Linked DNA regions of Callithrix jacchus: region 1 is linked to region 2. The links are chromatin contacts, called in public Hi-C maps. All regions are on one chromosome and are shown on one strand. Each heading gives the region's core, a stretch centred on a gene start, on an enhancer-like site or on the middle of the called end of the contact. The rest is flanking DNA. Distances are from core to core; before and after follow the strand shown.

Region 1 (2,700 bases), core at 194-2,693, 180 kb after region 2:
GTCCAGCAGCGACGACTCGTCCATGTCCTCGCCCGCCCCCGCGGCCGTGGCCGCCGCCTGCCGCCGCCGCCGCTCGCCTGGCCTGTCCTCGTCGCCTTCGCTCTGCGCAGCAGCGGCGGCCGCCTTGGACGCGCACAGCCAGGACGCTCCGAGCAGCATGGGGGAGGCGCCGGCAGCGGTCTCGCGCGGCTGCCTAGGTCCTGGGGTCGGCGTGGATCCCGCCACCGGCAGCCGGCATCAGGACCCGGGAGCCGGGCTTTGCCGTGACTTTTTCACCCTGGATGGTGGCCCGAGGCTAGGGCTGTGGCGGTGCGAAGTGGCGCGCCCACCGGCCTGCGTGGCAGGGACTCGAGTTCCGCGCGCGGCAAGCCAACTCCCGGCGAGCCGAGCCCGCCCAGTCCTGAGCGCAGCGTCTGCTACACCTGTCCCGCCGCGCTCCAGCCTCGCGCCGGGGGCGGGGGATACTGCCGGGCACGAAGCTCAACCAGCTCTGTGCTGCAAGCGGCGGCTCGCGGCTGGGAGATCCGCGGCAGGAAGTGCGAGCAGCGGCCGGCCAGGTCCCCGCGGAGGCCGGGGCGCGGCGTGCGCGCTCCCCCGCGCAGCTGGCGAGCCGCACAGCCCCCGCGACACCTCCATGCGCCCCTGGCCTGCTCGCGAGTCGCTGTCCTGCCTGGGGTTCAGCAGGACCCTTCCTCTTCCTCGGCCGCGAGCACGTGCGCGGGGGTGCGCGCGGAGGTCTCAGTCACTGCAGGGCGCAGGAAAGGACGCGCCGCGCCCGCGGGACCTCCCTTCGCCTGGGCGCACGCCGGCGATTGGCCTTGTCCCCTACGACATCGTCAGGGCTCCGGGGAACCCCTCCTGCGCAGGCTTGGCCCTGCCTCCTCCAGGCGCCGGAGGCTTTTTCGGCTTTTCGTGAGCCTCGGATAGGAACGTTTCCTGTCAAGGCTGTTGCGAAGGAAAGTTTGGGCGGCGTTATCCCGACTGCCTTCCTCACCAGCGCCGGCGAGCAGCTTGGGAACACCGCCGACGCCTGGGCATCCTCCCCGACGACTCCCCAGAGCGCTCCCAGTTCAGACTCCTTTCCGAGCGGCACGCAGAAGTGACAGCCCCAGAGCTTCGTTCGGGTGTGGGTGTGAGGATGCCCCGCAAGGCAGGAAGGGAAGGCGCTCAGGTTGAAGAGGGTACCTCGGGGCCGGCGCCGACTCCTCCCGGCGGCAACCTTGGCTCTCCGGAGTCGCGAGTCAGAGGCAGGCGCCGCCGACCGCCTACCAGCACCCTGGCGCGGGGCTCCAGGCTCCGCGCCGCACCCTTGGCGGCGCAGTGTGAGGGGCTCCAGCGCCCGCTGCGGCGCAGTCTCGTGAACCCCGCTCCGATTTTTTTTTTTCCTCCGGAGGCGCAGAGAAGGGGGAATTCGCGCTCTCCTTCCCGACGCCCCGGCTTCTAGGAGCGTCAGAGCAACGGAAATACGTACAGGCGGACCGGGAGCAGCAGGGAAGTTTGGCTGTGGGCTGGGGTCGGCGGCGAATATTCCCTGCCGTGCGCTGCCCCCTCGTGGCCACTTTGCGTTCCCGCCGGGACCGGCTGGATTCCCGTCCGCGGCTCCGCACAAACCAGGACTGGCTGGACACTGCACCGCCGGTCCTGCCAGGGCTAATGTCACAAGAGACGTGGAGGGCTCGCCTACCGGCCAGCCTGTCTCTGTTTTTTGTGAAGTTGTATGATCTTTTTATTATTATTTAGGGAAAAGTAGTATTTGTTGAGGTTTAAAGGCCAAGAGCCTGCTATGTATTACTTAATCCTCTGAACAGCTCTGTGAGATAATTATTTTATTTGTATTTACTTACATAGTTTTAGACATGATCTCGTTCAGGGTGCGATCACGGCTCACTGCAACCTTGAACTCTTAGGCTCAAGCCATCATCCCACCTCAGCCTCCTGAATAGTTGGAACTAGAGTCGTGCCACCACACCTGGCTATTTTTTTTTTTTTTAATTAAATTCTTTGTAGAGACAGAGTCTCCTTATGTTGCCTAGGCTAGTCTCAAATTCCTGAGCTCAAACGATCCTCCACCCTCATCTTCACAAAGTGCTGGGAGTACAGGTGTCAGCCACCATGCCCGGCCTGTGATAATTATTTTAAACTCATTTTACAAATGAGGAAAGTGATACCCATACTTGTAAAGCCATTGGGGCTGAATTTTCATTTTTGTATCCCCAGAACTTAACACATAAAATTTACATGCCATTAGAATGTAAGCTCTCTGTAAGCTACAGATCTTTTCCACTGTAATATCCTTAGTGCCTAGGACAGTGCCTGACATATAGTAGGTGCTCAATAAATATTTGTAGAATGAATGAAAGGCTGTCTCTCTCTCTTCACCTACTAGTGATTTGAGTGCAGATCTTAGTATCTCAATTCCACATATTCTGTGCTTCTATCAGGATGCTAGTACTGGAAACGTTGTCCCTGATAGCAGCAGGTGGCTTTCCTAACCCAGATATCTCTCAGCAGTGTGGATTTCCATCTGTATGATTTATATCAGCGCTAAGAACAGGGTGAGATGGAAGCCATCCCAGAGCTGCCTGGCTTCCCTTGAGGGCTGAAGGAAGGGTGTGCACCTCACAGTGCATGGAAGCATATTCACATGAGCCACCTTTCACTCTTACCCTTGCTCAGGAACAAGGATGCTTGATCCAAGAG
Region 2 (2,700 bases), core at 15-2,514:
CAGGTAGAGCATAGGGTTTTTAATGCAGGGAAAGTACTGAGTGTGAAACTTTAATGGTGGATACATGGCCTTATATATTTGTCCAAACCCATGAAATGTCCAACACCAAGAGTGAACCCTAATGTGACACCACTCTGATGGCAGATGCTGATGGTTGGGGAGGCTGCACATGCCAGGGCAGGAGGTCCATGGGAATTCTCTGTACCTTCTGCTCTATCTTGCTTTGAACCTAAAACTGCTCTAAAACAGAAAGTCTATTTAAAACAAAAAAGCAAAAGAAATCTCTATGACTAGTGACAAGTTCTCTTCATGTCACAGGGTACCTTGTTAAAGGCTATGTGTAGTGAAGATCACACTGACATCACAACTGTGGTCCTCCTGTGATGAACAGGAAGCCAGAGCCAGGGAGGAACATGACACTCATGGCCTCTCCAGGAGCAGGAGTATGCAGAGCCAGCCACCATCACCTGGCGACTTGCCTTCCCTCCATCCCCTTCCCAGCAACCACCCAGACTCCTGGACCAAGGCCCAGAACACTGATAGCCCAGTTAGAGCTGTGCAGATCTGCTGCGAGAGATGAAGCCCAAGAGCCAGGACATGGTGGAACCTTCCTCAGACCCAGAGGTTAAAAAAAATCAGCTCTGAGCAACTCCTCTAGCCTGCCTTGCCCTCTCTTTTCGAAAGCTTTAGGTTTTTCCTGCTTTAAAACTGCATTCTGGAAATGTATTTTTCTAGCCATATCAAATCCCTAAATACTAAAAATCTTTGCAATTTGGGTGAAAAAAAGCCTCTGATACATGCACATGAAATCTCACATAGACCCAAAAGATTTCTGCTAACACATCTCAAAAGCCTCCACATTCTCCAATACAACACACAGACAGAGACCCACTCTGGTCACAGGTCATGTTCTGGGAACTGGTGGCGTTGAGGCCTAGATCAAGTCCTGACAGGTAAGATCAAAGGTCATTCCAGGGTGGAAAAGCGGCACCATCCCTTCCAACCAAGGTGGCAACCAGCATTCACTTGAATGCTCTAAATGTCACAAGAGCCAGACAGAATGAGATGAAAGAGCCCCAGAGGAACCCTGGGTGGGAAAGCCTGGACTGAGACAGAGCTCGCCCCTTTATGGCCGCCAGGAAAGCCTGCCCAGACCTCGTCTCTGGACACACATGTCCTTGTGCATCACTGACAGTTTCTGACAGTTCTGCACAGACAGCACACTACAGGCACACACGGTCCCCTTTGCTTACACCAAAAACTGATGGTCATTCTGTATAAGCATGTTTTCATGCTGAGATACTTCCTTGCTGCCTCTTAGTAAAAGCAAGTCCATTCCACAGACATAAGCTATTGTTTCCCTGCAACTGTCCTACAGAGAGAGGGACAGAGGTTTACTTTGCTTTGTTTTGAATCACTAATGGAGTTGCAAGACTCGAGGAACAAACCACTTTGACTGGCTTGGTATTAATAGCCCCAAGTTGGCATTAGACCCAGGGCCCTATTAAATTGCTGGGTGTTTCCCAGTGGGCACTTCTTTCTGCCTTATTATGGAGAGACTATATAGCCCTCCCCACTTGACAAGGTGGCCCCGGAGAAAAGTCATCAAATAAGACCTTCTGCTAAATATATTCAGTAAAGTAAAACAGGTCTCCTTTTTTTCCCATTATTCTGGAGCAGTGCCATCCAGTGGAACTTTCTGCACTGATGGAAATGTGTCATATGTAGGCTCTTCAATGTGGTAGCTGTTCACTGAACGTGGCCAGTGGCTACTTTACGGGACAGCTCAGCTTAGAATGTCTGCTGGGGGTTCTCAAACTGAGGGCTTTGACAAGAATGAGACTCATATGGGGAGACTAAGTTTCTTATGTTCACCAGTGAAGGCTTAGCTCTGCTCCAATCTCTACCAACTCAGAGGGTCTCCTCTAACATTTTGGTGGTCTAATTCTCCTGTTCACTGGACAGAAATTTGATGCCAGTACTGTCACATCCCAAATTTAAAAAAACCAAAATGGCAAAATAATTTACAGAATAAGAAACTGGCTGGTGGAGATTATGCACTTGTAAAAAGATTCATCAAAGGTTTCATCAAGGGGCTGGTTTGCCTTATGCATGTAAAGGAGGACTAATTTACAAATTTATATAAACCTTTAAAGACCATGGAGAGTGACAGACACATGCAAATTAAGATGGAAACACTATTTATGAAGTGGCAGGAATAATAAAAATGTATTAGTTGATGGTGTTATTCATATGGTAGAGAAATTCATTCCTGCACGGAGGTGACATCAAAGGTCACCATTTCAGGCCGATTCACTTTCTCCAGGAGAATTCTGGTTCCTAACCTCCATCTCTGCTCCCTGGCTACACCAAGGCAGGGGTATAATCACTCTCACAAGATCTAGAGGATCTATCCTTCAACATAGCCATTTTCTGGAATCCTGAGCCTTTGGGATAACTGAGGATTTATCAGTTTAACCATTTCAAGAAAGAAAACTTTCATCTAGAATGTATGCTGAGCCCCGGCTTTCTCAAACAGGTGGTGTTAAATACACATGACCCACATGATTCTGATGCCCCCCCCGTCTCTGGACACCCCCCCAGTCTCCTGGGACACAGACCATACTGTCTTGGCACCTGCAATTAGGTGACTGCCCAGGCTTGCTGCTTTCTGCTACTGTGTCCCCCAAGTCTACACGT

Evidence for each region. Hi-C and Micro-C count contacts between places; a contact is called where the count stands out from the background.
Region 1: a Hi-C map of skeletal muscle shows a contact between it and region 2, with 5 times the contacts expected there. The contact joins the promoter of SH3RF3 here to the enhancer-like site in region 2. A contact is called at or near these places in 2 of 3 Hi-C or Micro-C datasets (both in skeletal muscle).

Annotation. Positions count from the first base shown.
Region 1 is chr14:19,991,963-19,994,662 of calJac240_pri, forward strand. SH3RF3 (SH3 domain containing ring finger 3) reads right to left here and starts at 1,444. Exons shown (of 9, transcript XM_054244686.2): 1 at 1-1,444. The coding sequence starts at 159. It also overlaps the pseudogene LOC144579235.
Region 2 is chr14:19,814,932-19,817,631 of calJac240_pri, forward strand. The region is part of intron 1 of SH3RF3 (SH3 domain containing ring finger 3); the gene reads right to left. Among named protein-coding and RNA genes, the nearest start is that of SH3RF3, 180 kb to the right of the region's middle. Within about 2 kb of position 1,265, at least 1 of the 16 cell types and tissues checked has an H3K27ac peak or open chromatin away from gene starts, as enhancers often do. A contact at or near this core is called in skeletal muscle, where this site is marked.